Linked DNA regions of Mus musculus: region 2 is linked to region 1. A link is a contact called in public ChIA-PET data. All regions are on one chromosome and are shown on one strand. The core of a region is the stretch at or near the end of the contact, and the rest is flanking DNA. Distances in the headings are between cores, read along the strand shown. Region 1 overlaps Rassf5 (Ras association (RalGDS/AF-6) domain family member 5). Region 2 overlaps Srgap2 (SLIT-ROBO Rho GTPase activating protein 2).

What was found. ChIA-PET counts read pairs in DNA pulled down with a chosen protein or histone mark.
Region 2: an RNA polymerase II ChIA-PET map of memory CD8 T cells shows a contact between it and region 1, with 22 read pairs. The contact joins two enhancer-like sites. A contact is called at or near these places in 1 of 484 Hi-C or Micro-C datasets (cerebellum), 1 of 115 datasets of contacts at active chromatin or transcription factors (memory CD8 T cells) and 3 of 9 other capture datasets (adipose tissue, liver and pancreatic islet).

What each region holds. Positions count from the first base shown.
Region 1 is chr1:131,200,125-131,207,712 of GRCm38.p6, forward strand. The region is part of intron 2 of Rassf5 (Ras association (RalGDS/AF-6) domain family member 5); the gene reads right to left. Among named protein-coding and RNA genes, the nearest start is that of Gm28913, 41 kb to the right of the region's middle. Within about 2 kb of position 4,542, at least 41 of the 459 cell types and tissues checked have an H3K27ac peak or open chromatin away from gene starts, as enhancers often do. A contact at or near this core is called in memory CD8 T cells, where this site is marked.
Region 2 is chr1:131,362,919-131,370,506 of GRCm38.p6, forward strand. Srgap2 (SLIT-ROBO Rho GTPase activating protein 2) reads right to left here. Exons shown (of 23, transcript NM_001081011.2): 5 at 1,084-1,146. The region is part of intron 3 of Gm51644 (a long non-coding RNA gene); the gene reads left to right. Among named protein-coding and RNA genes, the nearest start is that of Ikbke, 87 kb to the left of the region's middle. Within about 2 kb of position 3,148, at least 19 of the 459 cell types and tissues checked have an H3K27ac peak or open chromatin away from gene starts, as enhancers often do. A contact at or near this core is called in memory CD8 T cells, where this site is marked.

The DNA of each region.
Region 1 (7,588 bases), core at 3,292-5,791:
AGCGCCTGCACAGTTTGGGGCCCCTGGGGCCCCCGCACCTTGCTCTCTGGCACCCCCATCTGTGGTCTTGAGCGTTGTGTCTGCCTGCTGGCTCCCCGCCCCATGTGCTGACAAGCCACCCCTACACCTCCCTCCCAGTGCCTTTCCTGTACTGCTCTGTGCAGCTCTAAAGCCACTTCCTCTAGCAAGGTTCCCCAAAACACTGCTGGGTGTCACTCATCCTCCCCCACCCCCCGGCTGAGTGCCCAGGACTCCTGGTGGAGATTCCAGCATAGGGACCAACCAGGATGGACCCGAGGGGGACAGTTCCCTTGGCCCTTTCCTGTTGCTTCTGGAAGCAGTTTTTCCTCACTTGCTGTGGTGATAGCTTTGGAGTAAAGTTATATCCCTCCACTGCTCCCATGCCCTCTACTCCATCCCTTCACCCTGATATCCTTCTGCCTTTCCAGGTGCTAGGTCAGGTGGTGGTTAGAGAAGTAACAGGAGAGGGAAATCGTTATCCTGCCTGCCTGGAGAAGAAGCAATGTTTTAACTTGAAAAGGCCAGAGAAAACCACCGGGTCTAATGAGCACTTGCAAGTCCCAGGAGAAAGTGATGCAGGGTGAGGCCCATCCACCCTTCCATCTACGGAACTCCACCATCAAAGAGGCCGCAGACAGCACCGAGTTATTTGCACATTTTCCTGGCAGTCTGATGAAGGAGGCTCTCTGCCAGATCAAGTCATTCCTAGGCGGGCTAGAAGGAATGCTTTTCTTATTTGGGACGGATCCTTCCAGACCACAGAGGCCTGACGGCAATTTGGGCTACCGTTGTTTGAGCAACAACCGTATGTGCTGGGTGATGGCATGCTGTCTGTCATTAATTTTAAACATTAAATAGAGACCATTAATTCCATTGCATGGAGGAGGAAGGCAAAGCTTAGAGTCATGCAAACAGGCCATGTATGACAGGGTCAGGCCAGAGCCGTGACCCAAGGGTCTATTTGCTCTGCGTCACTGTGATGTCCCATCCATCTGCTGGGGTAGGATTGTCTGAGGGACACTCTGCCAGCTTGAACTGCAGAGGAACCTGGAGCTCCAGGAAGTGCAAACCCAGCCTTTGGAAGCCCGTGTTTCAGAGAGAGCCAGCTGCACTTTCAGAGTCTGGTGGCCTGTGGACCCCAGGACGGCCTGGAGATGGGGTGAGGAGGCAGGCTCTCAGGACCCAAGTCTCTGTGGCTGTTCTTATAATTCTGAACTAATCCAGTGCCTTCGAGGCTGGGGCTGGCAGAAGGTTAGACTCCCCAGCCTCAGACACAGCACTGCACACTCCACTTTACGCAGTGGTTGCTTTGTGAGGAACCTTTTTCCCCTCCTCAGTCAAATCTGTGCTCGGGGGCTTTAAAGCTGTAGCATAGTATGGTTGCATCATCCCATAGAGAAACCATTAGATAACAGCACCCTGGGGTGGTGCCATCAACCCAGTACCTTGAATGCTCCCTCTCCCTAGAAGAAGATAAGGAGAGACAGACAGCAGGCTAGAGATGGGGGAAGAGTAAGGGAGCAAGGAGGGGTTGCTAGGAGTCACGGGAGGTCTCCCTGAGATGCTGAGGAAGGGCTTGGCTCTGCCCACAGCAATCATCAAATGGGTGCTTTAGAGGCTGGGAGGTTTTCCCCAGAGGCAGCGGTTCAAGCCAGGAGGCTGCTATCGGCTTCCACGTCTCTGATGTTGATTGGATGAGTGCTCAGAGGAGGCCATCCCCCAACATCCTACCTTCGTTGTCCAGCTAGAAAATGCCTCACAGTTTTTTAATAAAGCCGACCTCTAGGCCCAGTGGAACAATATGGGCCTCAGATCCTCTGTGCCCACACTGTATCCTTGGGGGGGTCACTGACAGAGCTCCGCAATCCCACTTCAGTGTTACAACATTCAAAACGTGTGATCTCAAACAGGGCTAATAACAACCTTTTCAAACGCTAGGCTCCAGCGTCCCAGGAACCAGCGCAAGTCTCTTCTTGTGTATAGCATATAAGATGCCAGAAAGGGGGAGGAAAGCTTGCTCAGGGATGCTGCCTTCTTATAGAGTGTTGCTCCATGCTATGCCAGACACTGTGAGGTGATGCTGAGTAGGGTTTTCAGAGTGCCTTTTAATTTTTTTTAAAAGATTTATTTATTTTATGTATGTGGGTATGCTGTTGCTGTCTTCAGACACACTAGAAGAGGACATCAGAGCTCATTACAGATGGTTGTGAGTCACCATGTGGTTGCTTGGATTTGAACTCAGGACCTTTGGAAGAGCAGACGGTGCTCTTAACTGCTGAGCCATCTCTCCAGCCCCTCGGAGTGCCTTTGATACCCACACTTCGCTTAGGCCACTACATAACCTTGAGAGCAGGTATTACGCTCATTTTAAACATTTTTTATTACTTTTATTTTATTTTTGTTGTACAATCCAGTCGTTACCTGCCCCGTCTGTCCTCCTCCCACAGTTCCTCATCCCATTCCTCCTCCCCCCCCGTCTCCAAGAGGATGTTCCTACCTCCACATCCCTTCATCCTACCCCTTGCCAGGCCTCCCCATTCCTTGGGGTCTCAAGTCTTTTGAAGGTTAGGAGTATCTTCTCTCACTGAGACCAGACCTGGCAGTCCTTTGCTGTATATGTGTTGGGAGTCCTCATATCAGCTGGTGCATGCTGCCTGGTTGGTGGCTCAGTGTCTGAGAGATCTCAAGGGTCCAGGTTAGTTGAGACTGCTGGTCATATTATGCCCATTTTACAGGTGAAAAAAAAAAACCCAATGGCAGTAACTTGTTCTATCCAGCTCATTCCTTGCAAAGCCTCCTGACTCCTAGGTACGCTATCTTTCCCATCCACCACCGCCTGCCGGTGGATCTAGGCTTGGAAGGAGGCCAGGAGTAAGAAGTCGGCAAAGTTGAGGCAGCAGACAGAGTCCCAGGGGATGAAAAGAAACCAGCAAAGATCATACCCAATAGAGCAAGTTGAGCAGCTTTTAGGGGGGAAAAATCCTGACTGAAATCCTTAGAGTCTGAAAAGGAGGAAGCTGTCTGTCTGTCTGGCTGGCTGTCAGTCTGTCCGTCAGTCTGTCGTGAGCACCTAGTTGGAATCTTGATATTGAATAATGAACACCAGTAATATCGATTGGTCCTGGGAATGGAGGGGGAGTGGAGGAGCTTGGGTGGCAGAATTCAAACTTATAAGGGGTAAGCCACAGAACATGGGATCTGCCTTATCATGCCCATGGGGCCAGGGACAGGACTGGGCCCAAAGTGTGCCGTGCAGAGCCCTACCTGCACCACGCAGGTTGTGAAACCCTTGGTGAACGGTGAGTGGCCCACTCCCCTGACTCAGGGCCAGGCAATGAAAGACATGATGCTAGGCTGTCCTCCTGGTTCACACGTCATCCTAATAGGAGATCACAGCCCTTGTCATATTCATCCTGGGGTTCAGCATGTTCCAGAAAAGCAGTGACACTGGGGGGCAAGGACTAGTGTGTTTGCCTGCATATGTCTGCACACCACCTATGTGCCTGGTGCCCCTGGAGTCCAGGTGTTGGAGTCTTTGGGACTGAAGTTACAGATGGTTGCTGGCTGCCACTGGACAGTCAGGAACCTAACCCAGTACTTCTGGAGGAGCCAGTGCTTTTAACCTCTGAGCCACCTCTCCTAACTCAGCCCCAGTGTCTGAGCGAGGGTTTCTATTGCTGTGAACAGACAGGCACCATGACCAAGGCAACTCTTATAAAGGACAGCATTTAATTGGGGCTGGCTGACAGGTCCAGAGATTCAGCCCATTACCATCAAGGCAGCAGCCACAACCAAGTTCCCTCCTTACAGCTGTGCTAAATTTGACTTGCATTCCCAGAAGCCATCCTTCCTTCTCGTGTTCTCTCTGTTTGTCAAAATCTTCTTCTGGGGGTCAGGGAGACAGCTCAGTCAATAAAGGGCTTGTCACACAAGCACGGAGACCTACGTTCAACCTCCAACACCAATATAACAAGCCTGGCATGATGCCACGCACCTATGTTCCTGAACCAGGGAGAAGGAAACAGGAGGGTCCTCTGGGCCTGTTGGCCAGCCAGGCCAGCTGAGTCACTGAGTGTTAGGGTTAATGTCATGAGTGGCCAAGGAAGGTATCTGATGCCCTTCCCAGGCCTCTCGTGCACATGCACACGCATACATGAGCATTCTATGTATACTCCCCTGCACATACCACCCCAACACACAGAAATAAGGTAAATAGCATTCTTGAGGAATGGGCATTGAGGCTGTTCTCTGGCTACCACATGCATACATACATAGATGTATGTGTTCAACACACACACACACACACACACACACACACACACCCCTTCCTCTGTCCTCTGCTTCCTGTCCCCCAGTGATGACCACACGTCCCACACCTTCCTCAGAAGCATCCTTTCCCAGATGTCTTATTTAGGTTCAATCTTAAGACCGCTATCTCCCGTCCCTGGGGTGGCATTTCTGAGCATGACATGGGGCCATGTAAAGCAGACTACTCAGTTTTTCCACAGACGATTTCCTGTCTTACAAGATAAGCATCTGTATACCATTTAGGTTAGACTCACTCGAGATTCACTTTCTCGGAGACACTAGCCCACACCATGCTTCTCTTGCTTGACTGCCAGGCTAAGAGCTCCGACAGAGTCTGGATGCATATAGACTGTGAGTTCGGTTGGATTAACTCAGCCACCCACACCAAAAAGCTGAAGCCCTGAAGAGCTCATGATCAGGCTGGGGTCAGGTCTAGAATCTGTGCCCTTGTTGTCCTTTCATGAAACTAGAGAACAGGAGCGTTTCTGTTCAGCAACTTTCTCCCTCAGGTCCCCCATCCAGTGTGCGGCTAATCTTGTAGAATCTGGGGTGGGGTGGCCTTCTACTGTGAGATTTTAGCCCTCATGGTACTACCCACAGAAAGGAAGGTCCTGCTGCCATGCACCTCGGGGCTTCGGGAATGACCATCTTGGAAGCCCACTGCTCACAGGCTGTGGGGAGCACAAAGAAATGTCTCAGGGACTCCCAAGCTTTTCGGGGGACAGAATTGGAATTCCATCCCTTTTTAGAGGCAGGCTCTCAGGTACTATACTGTTTTGAAGGTATCTGGCTCTGGCACGGCAAGAATGAGTTCTCCCTATGCCGGGCAAAGTGGCCTTGGGAGGCTCCTGTGTGGAAGGTCCTGGGTGCAGGAGAATTGTTAGGTCAGGTAGAACTGCTGGCTCTGAAATGGTAGGGAATTGACAGACGCCACGGCACAGGGTATGCCAAGTGTAGCCAGAGTCAGGTAGAGAGAGTTGGCTCTCCTGTGGCACATGTGGACGGGCTGGCACCTGTCTGGCCACTTCTGGAATTCACTGGGAGAAAGACGAACCATTCCTTCTCTAGGAAACGAGTCAGGACAGAAACATAGGCTAAATTGTAATCATGAGAACCAAGAAAGCAAACGCTGAAGAGACCGGGTGGGAATCTGATGCAGTCTGTTCCCTCGCTTCCCAAGTCTGCCAGGAGAGACTGGGCTGGATCTCTGCCTTTTCCACATTCATGCGAATGTTCACAAGCTAGAGGTGGCAGATCACCTCCACTTTATGGTGGACAGAGGATGGTGGTAGTAACTGCCCCAAGGAAACAGAGAAAACAGCAACAACAACAACAACACCACCTCCAAAAAGACCAAAGAGGTAAGCTGTAGAACAAATGCAGAGAGCCAAACAATAATATATGTAAGTGGACTCCTCCAGAGGAAAGCAGTCAGAGGGTGGAAAAACCTGAAGAAATGCCTATAAATTTCCCAATTTTGAGGGCAACATAAATCCACACAGCCAACAAAGCGAATGAACCCCAAGCAAAAGAAACATCCACCAGCAAAGCACATGATACTCAAATAGTCAAAAGCCACAGCAAAGAGCGGGCCAGGTGGTGGCGCACACGTTTAATTCCAGCACTCAGGAGGCAGAAGCAGGAGGATCTTTGAGTTCAAGGTCAGCCTGGTCTAGTTCCAGATCAGCCAGGGTTATACAGAGAAACCCTGTCTTAAAAACCAGAGGGGGGGGGCAGGGAGGGAGATGTAGACACAGCCTGGGAAGGAGACTGTGCCACATACAGATGACCCGAGACAGAGAACAGTTTGAGGTGAGAACCACAAGAGAGATAATAGTGACATTGGTGTATCAAATGAATTTACACTAAAGTAACAAAAGAAAAAGCCTTTCAGTTTATAATTTTCAACTCAAATCCAAAGACGAAACAAGGACCTTTTCAGACATGGGAGGCTGAAGGCATGTATCTGCATACACTCGACACAAGCCAAGAGTGTAACAAGCTATGCCAAAGTTTGTGTCAACACATGACCTTTACAGACTGACAAATCCCGTTTCTCAGAACACATCCCTATGGCTAACAACACACGGCTGTAGGAAGACACTGTAATGTTGAGGAGATAGCTCAGTGGGTAAGAACACTCCCCTGCGAGCATGAGGGACTAAGTCTGAATCTCCAACATGAACTTAAACATGACTGTGCATGCCTGGAACTCCAGCATTAAAGGGCAGAGACCTGCAGAAGCCAAGAACTCCCTGGCCAGCCACCCAGCACACATGGCTGGCTTCAGGTTCAGTGAGAGACTCTGTCTCTCACTAACTAGGTAGAGAGTGATAGAGAAAGCCACCTAACACCCTCTCTGGCCTCTACATGTATACATGGTATGGATCCAGACACTGCTTTTGTTCCCCCCACCCCAAACACCACATGCACATGCTTGCACGCATGCAAGCACAAAAAGCAAATAGCCATACGGGGGGGGGGGGCAGAGCTCCACCCCCTCAGAGGAGAAGAGGGGGGAAGGGGAAGGGATTATGTAAGGGGGGACTGGGAGGCAGGGACAGCAATCAAGATGTAAAGTAAATAGATTAAAATATTATAAACATAAAGAAAAAAGAAATACTAAGCTTACAGTAATTCAAAGAACGCAATGCTGGGAATATTAGCTCAGTGGTAGCGCACTTGCCTGCTATGTGTGAGGCCCCAAGTTTAATTCCCAGCATCTCAAAAAAAAAAAGTTCAGTAACTTTATAAGAAAGTATTTCAATTCATAGAATGCTACCAAGAATAAAGACAGCTACTTCACATCGATAAAGGGGCCAATTATAAGGACATAATAATCTTAAAACTGCATGTATCCAATGATAGAGTTTCAAAACACAGGAGTATATCCAGGTAAAGTGTCACAGCAGGTAATTTCAGGACTTGAATTTCCAGGCTGTATGTGTGTATGTGTGTGTGTATGTGTATATATATATATATATATGTGTGTGTGTATATATATATACACACACACATACACACACACAAATATATATATATATATATATATATATTAAATCCACCAAGAATCTCTGTGACAAAGAAGAGAGCCATTAAGCTTGGAGAAGGGTAAAGAATATAATCAAAATACACTGCATGAAAAATTAAAAACAAAAAGACTTTTGTCCTTTGCGACTCCTTTCTTCCTCTTCTCTGGCTCCCCCGTGTGGTGGTCCTGGGCTCACAGACGGCAGCCCCTCCTCTTCTGAAGGACCTG
Region 2 (7,588 bases), core at 1,898-4,397, 160 kb after region 1:
AGTCAGTGAGTAGAAATTCAAAACAACTGGAGCATCACTGGAGACAAATTAGATGACCACTCAAGTCTATTTACCAACAGTTACCATGACATACTGGCCACACCTAAACTTCTGGATCAAGAATTTGGAATTCTGATCTCAGACGCTTGTGGAGCACATCACCACTATCCTCCCATCCTGTGAAGGAAGGGGGTAAAGCATGGAGAGATAAGAGGAAGGCAGGGAGGGAGGGAGGTAGGGAGGGAAGGAGGGAGGAAGAGAGGGAAGGAGGAGTAGAGGGAGGGAGGAAGAAGTAAATACAGAAGATCATTTTCACCTTCAAATAGGTTAGGGCACCCTAGAAAATGACACATAGTGCTGGCACATCCAAACTTTGGAAAGGGTTGGAAAAGCTACAAGTTTACAACTGAAGTATTCCTCCTTTGGCAGAAGGAACTTCCTTGGTGTGTGTTCTCAATGTAATTAACAAAACATGGCTGAGAGAAAACAAACACCAGGGCTCCTGAGGCACACTGCTACAAACCACAGTCTGAAGAGTTCAAAGCAGACTGCCTTCTTTTCTCCAAGGCCGAAGCTTACCTCTCTGTTGTGTTTGCCATGTTCTCTTCGCCTGAAATGATGCTGCACATTGAAGACTTTAGGAATCTGTGCTTCCATTTACAGCATCTGCTCTAATCTCAAACCACAATTAATCTAAGTTCTGATGCATAGTTTAAGACCTAAACGCTTTCCAATATGCAGAAGTGTGATGTAGGCTACATTCCTTGTCATCAAGTTTGGGGTCCCTGGCTTGCTGGTAATTGTACCCCAGCTGTTCTGGTAACCTAGACCTTGGCTGGTCTCTTTCAATGGTGCCCCAGATGAAGCCAGAATAAAATTGCACAACTGGAAAAATATTTTTTAGCTTATTTGGTTTTGAAAAAAAAAATTAGCGTGGAAAAAAAGTGGGTGGGTCACCCCCAATGGGGAATAGGCACTGTCCTCAGCCTCAGTTGAGTTCTGTTGCTGACGTGAGTATGGCTGCAAACAGCCAAATGCTGCTTCTCTCTATGATAAAAGAGCCAGGCAGCCCATCTGATTTACCGAGTAAAGCTCGTTCAGGACTTTCATCAAATCATCTTGGAGTTGCTGGCCAACTTCTTTACTCTGTAAAGAAAAGAGGAAGGAAGGTTAATTGAAAACCAGAAGGAGATAGGAGGTGGCAGCAAAGACAAGAGCAGCATAGGCTCTACAAATGACACAAATTCAATTATAGCCCAGTATTTAACCTAGCAAATCAGATAACCAATTATGTCAGTTTACTCAGAGTTTTAATGAAATGAAATGGGCCTTTTCTATAGTCCAGTAGAGACAATCATGTAGAGGGAAAATAGGTTACAGCCCTTGATTTTTCAAATTGCTCTCAAAAGCAGGCTTGAGAGCAACATCCTACCCAGAAACTGTGGTTAGATAGACCATGCTTTCTCAGATATTTGGAGGCAAAACTCCATTGGATTCCTAAGGAAAATAAGGTGTCCAACATGATTAGACAGTAAAAGAATATAAACATTCAAGGACTTCAGAGACCCTAAACTCAGCAGAAAACTCCAAGCAGGAAGGTACTGTACTGACAGCACACTGACCTCAGCAGGCTAGTGTCCGCAGGCTTGGGCTGCGCATTCCTTCTCCACAGAAGGGAAAGCACCTAAAACTGAGTGCATTTGCTTTTTCTGGCGCAGATGTTAAGACCTTCAGGTCCCCCAATTCTCACTTGTTTCACTTCTTCCCCAGCTATCTAAGGCAGTGGCTCTTCAATAAAAATGTCTTGCAACAGCAGTTACTGCTACCTGATTCTGATAATATTAAGGAGTTTCCAAAAGACTAATTCTGAGCAGCAGTAGCTATCTGATCCTTTATTGCTGCCTACCCTAGGTTGCATCTGACCATGAAATAGTAGAAATAGGGCTGGAGAGATGGCTCAGCGGTTAAGAGCCCCGACTGCTCTTCTGAAGGTTGTGAGTTCAAATCCCAGCAACCACATGATGGCTTACAACCATCCGTAATGAGATCTGATACCCTCTTCTGGGATATCTGAAGAGAGCTACAGCAAGGCAATGGGGCCAGAGTGAGAAGAAAAAAAAGTGTCTGAAGACAGCTGCAGTGTACTTAACATATAGTAAATAATCTTTAAAAAAGACTTATAAAAAAATAGTACAACTAGAAGAATGAGGAAGTAGGAAAGAAATGTATTTTCTATACCAAATGTTAATAGCCAAAAATGCAGAGAATAAAAACAATTGGTTATTGTTTTCAGAACCAAAAATTCAGATACCTACAACAGCTGAGCACACTCTTTTTACTTTTCCATACTAGGAATTAAACTTGGGATCTGGTGGGTACCAGGCAAGCACTCTACCACTGAGCTGCATCTCCAGCCCCTAACATACCACAGCTCATTTCTGAAGCAAGGGAAGAGTCCTTTCATTCATACCCTCTTCTCTCTCTCTCTCTCTCTCTCTCTCTCTCTCTGTGTGTGTGTGTGTGAAAGAAAGACAGAGACAGAGAGGGAGGGAGGGAGGGAGGGAGGGAGGGAGGGAGGGAGGGAGAGAGAGAGAGAGAGAGAGAGAGAGAGAGAGAGAGAGAGAGGAGAGAACATGTATACCACCCACAGGGCACACTGAGGGCAGAGAAAACTTGCCTGAGTTTTCCAACATAAAGTTTCTGGGCATCAAAGTCAGGGTGTCGGGATTGTTAGTAAGTGACTTATCTTGCCAGCCTGAGCCTGAGCATTTTAAAAACTATTTTGCCACTTTATAATTAAGTTCTTTGGCTAATTTTTTTCTATTAGTGTATTCATTATGGGAATAACATAGGTGTGACTTCTATCATGAATACTTACCCAGGATATAAGGATATAACATAGGTGTGACTTCTATCTTGAATACTTACTTGTTTTGTATTTGGTAATTTTAAAAATGGGGTGGAAGGACCACAAATTAGCAACTAAAACAGTTGCTGCTAGTCTCAGCTTTCCTATCACTTGCTGTGTCTTTATTACGTTCATTGTTGTGTTGACAAAAGACCTTTCAAGAAGCAATTGAGGTTACTGAGGTTTCAGTTCAAGAAGGTGCTTTCCATCTTGTTGGGGAAGGAATGGTGGCAGGAAGAAGGAAGTGGGCAGATCACAAAGCAGACAATAAGCAGGCTGAAGTCCTGTCCCCCATGAACCCCCTTCTTCCAGGAAGTTTCCACCTCCTAAAGGTTTCATAACCTTCCCAAATAGAGCCACCATCTGGGGCCAAGTGCTCAAACACATGGGCCTATGAAGGACATTTCATATTCAAATCATAGTGTTTGCTGTAATCTGGCTGTTCTGGCCAATTTCTCCAGGCTTAATTTCTTTTCTGTAAAATGAAAGTCTTTCTGTCATATTGTAAGACCTGGAACTTTGAAATATCTAGAGGAAAATCCAGGGAAGATATCCCAAGATATATGCAATAGCAAGGACTGAAAAGAACTCTAATAGCACAGAAAATAAACTTAAAAACTGGGAAAGTGGATAACATCAAATTAAAAAGACTTTGTATAGCAAAGAAAACAACTACCAGAATGAAGAGAGGCATAGAACAGAAGAAAGGACTTTTCCAAGTAACTATCTGGTTAACTATCTGATTATCTAGAATCTACAAATACCTTCAAAACTTAAACACCTCAATGCCCAAATCATCTAGTCAATAAATGGGCTACTGAACTGAACAGATAGATAGTTCCTAAAGAAATACAAGTGGCTAGTATTAGCATTCCCTCTAGGCCATGTTCACAGTTACCTGGCAATAGCCAGGTATGCCTGACTCACTATAAAGGGGGCTGCTTGTACCCTCCTCTCTTATCCTCTTATCTTCTTACTCTCTTACTCTGTGCCTCTTCTCCCTCTCTCCATTTGTTCCTGGATGGCCTCCCAACTCCCTCTTCCTCTCCCTCCCTCTCTTTCTCTCTCTGCCTTTCTCTGTCTCTACTTCCTTGTCAATTCCCCTTCTCATGTCCTAAATAAACTTTATTCCATACTATATCCATCATATGGCTGGTCCCTCAGGGGAAAGGGATGCCTCAGTATGGACCCACAGAGGCACCCCTCCACCTCACCATATCTCATTCTATCAAACATATCCTTAGCCCTTCTCTTTTTTATAAAATACAACAGCCAGTAAATATTTGAAAAATGTTCAACATCCTTAGCTATCAGAAAAATGCAAATTAAATTGCTTTTAGATTTCATCATACCCCAGTCAGAATGGTGTCATAAGAAAACAGTAACAACAAAGCTGAGTTTTAAAAGCTACAATGGAGCTATAAGGCCCAGCTATACCAATCTTGGGAGTATACTAAAGGACTCTGGGTAAACATACCAGGGATATATGTACATACATGATTATTGCTGCATTATTCATAATTGCCAGGAAATGAAACCATTCTAGATGTTCATCAACAAATGAATAGAGAAATGAAATGTGGTACATGTACACAAAAAAGTTTATGTAGTCAAAAAAAAAATGAAATGAGTTTTGAAAGAAAATAAGAAAAAAAATGGCAGTAACTGAAAACTATGTGAAGTGAAATAAGTCAGACTCAGAAAAGCAAATACCACATTTGTTCTCTCATAGAGAATCCAGATTTAAAATTGCATGTGTAGGTTATGAAACTGGACAGGAGCCGGGCGTTGGTGGCACATGCCTTTGATCCCAGCACTTGGGAAGCAGAGGCAGGCAGATTTCTGAGTTCGAGGCCAGCCTGGTCTACACAGAGAAACCCTGTCTTGAAAAACAAACAAACAAAAAGAGAGGGGGGGGGGAGGAGGAAGGAAGGAAGGAAGGAAGGAAGGAAGGAAGGAAGGAAGAAAGAAAGAAAGAAAGAAAGAAAGAAAGAAAGAAAGAAAGAAAGAAAGAAAGAAAGAAAGAAAGAAAGAAAGAAACAAACTAACTAGACAGGGCATTATGAAAGGGGAGGAAGAGATTTTAAGCAAGCTGGGAAATAGAGTAATGGGATACTCGTCATCAGAAAGCAGAAGGTGGTGTTAACTGGGGGAAGAAAAGGAAACAGCTGGAAGGAGAAACATAGGAGGGAACAAGAGGACAAAATGTAATGATGCACGTGTATGAAGATGCTGGGGTGGAACTCATCACTTTATATGCTAGCCTAAAATACTATTTTTTTTAAAAGACCTTTTCTTAATGTCTGTGTTGGTTTCTCTAATGCTACGGACAAAACACTGGTCAAAAGCAACTTGGGGGAAAAGGGTTTGTTTGGCTTACATAGCCCAGCCAATGTCCATCAATGAGGAAAGCCGGAGCGGAAGCTCAAGGCAGGGACTGAAGAGAGATCACTGAGGAATACCACTTCCTGGCTAGCTCCCATGCTCACTTTCAGCTGCATTTCTTACACAATCCGGCCTACCTGCCTATGGCAATGCCCACAGCGGGCTAACCCCATTACATCAATTAGCAACTTTAAAATGTCTCACAGACACTCTAAGGACAACCTCTGAGCTCCTTTTTCCCAGCTGATTCTTTAGGTCTGTGTTGTCAATTTGTGTTAAGTTGACAGCTGAAGCTTACTATGACACCAATTTCTACCATTCTATGGTTCTACGTGATGCTTTGCCTGTCTCTTTATTGTAAGAACAACATTAAATATTAGTTATTTCTGTCAAACACATTTTGTCTATAAGGAAGAATTCAAAACTTTTGATTCTCCCCACCTTATAAAACCTTTATGTAAATGCTTTCGTCTCCAACTCAGTAAAGCTTTTATTTATACAAAGGCCCTGTTGCAGCATTCTTGGCCCCTTTGTATTTCCTTTGTGCGGATTCTTATAAAAACTAGCCAATCATGAAGGACTAAGGTAGAATCCCATCCCACAGGAAAAGACAGTCACCACTTGCTTTAGAATAAAAACCAACAACACTTCTTGGACTTGTGTGCTTAATCAAGAATAAAATTTCTCTTGTTTTGCCTTATTGAGACACTTCAGTTGGAATTGTGGTCACTTTCTTTGTGGCTCAACCTTATTTCTACCTGTGGGTCCATATTAGAGCTAAGCAGACTGGCTTCAGAGAAGAGTAAAAGACAAGGCACAAGTTCTCTGTCAGGACCCAGATGCTAGCAAAATGAAAGCTTCAGGGATGTCTCGCCTATTTTAGATTTACCATTCCTTTTTTTTTTTTTTAAAAATTAGGTATTTTCCTCATTTACATTTCCAATGCTATCCCAAAAGTCCACCATACCCTCCCCCCCACTCCCCTACCCACCCACTCCCACTTTTTGTCCCCTGTACTGGGGCATATAAAGCTTGCAAGGCCAATGGGCCTCTCTTTGCAGTGATGGCCGACTAGGCCATCTTTTGATACATATGCAGCTAGAGTCAAGAGCTCCGGGGTACTGGTTAGTTCATAATGTTGTTCCACCTATAGGGTTGCAGATCCCTTTAGCTCCTTGGGTACTTTCTCTAGTTCCTCCATTGGGGGCCCTGTGATCCATCCAATAGCTGACTTTACACTGCTTTCTTAAAGTGAAAATGGTAGTATGAGTGGTTCTGGAGTTGTTTCTAGAAACTGGATTCTATCATGTCTCCGGGTATCAGACATGTCTGCTGCCATCACTGCTGTCCATGGCGTAAAGGAATCGATCTGTCTAGTTTAGCATCTGAAGTGAGTGTATGTTGTCAGGAAAGCCAAACTAATGCCCCATGCTCTGGATGTCTTTTGCCTTGCAGAACCTTTGCAGTTTCATGAGGTCCCATTTGTCAATTCTCGATCTTACAGCACAAGCCATTGATGTTCTATTCAGGAATTTTCCCCCTGTGCCCATATCTTCGAGGCTTTTCCCCACTTTCTCCTCTATAAGTTTCAGTGTCTCTGGTTTTATGTGGAGTTCCTTGATCCACTTAGATTTGACAGTACAAGGAGATAGGAATGGATCGATTCACATTCTTCTACATGATAACCACCAGTTGTGCCAGCACCATTAGTTGAAAATGCTGCCTTTCTTCCACTGGATGGTTTTAGCTCCCTTGTCGAAGATCAAGTGACCATAGGTGTGTGGGTTCATTTCTGGGTCTTCAATTCTATTCCATTGGTCTACTTGTCTGCCACTATACCAGTACCATGCAGTTTTTATCACAATTGCTCTGTAGTAAAGCTCCAGGTCAGGCATGGTGATTCCACCAGAGGTTCTTTTATCCTTGAGGAGAGTTTTTGCTATCCTAGGTTTTTTGTTATTCCAGATGAATTTGCAAATTGCTCTTTCTAATTCGTTGAAGAATTGAGTTGGGATTTTGATGGGGATTGCATTGAATCTGTAGATTGCTTTTGGCAAGATAGCCATTTTTACAATGTTGATCCTGCCAATCCATGAGCATGGGGGATGTTTCCATCTTCTGAGATCTTCTTTAATTTCTTTCTTCAGAGACTTGAAGTTCTTATCATACAGATCTTTCACTTCCTTAGTTAGAGTCACGCCAAGATATTTTATATTATTTGTGACTACTGAACAGGGTGTTCTTTCCCTAATTTCTTTCTCAGCCTGTTTATTCTTTGTGTAGAGAAAGGCCATT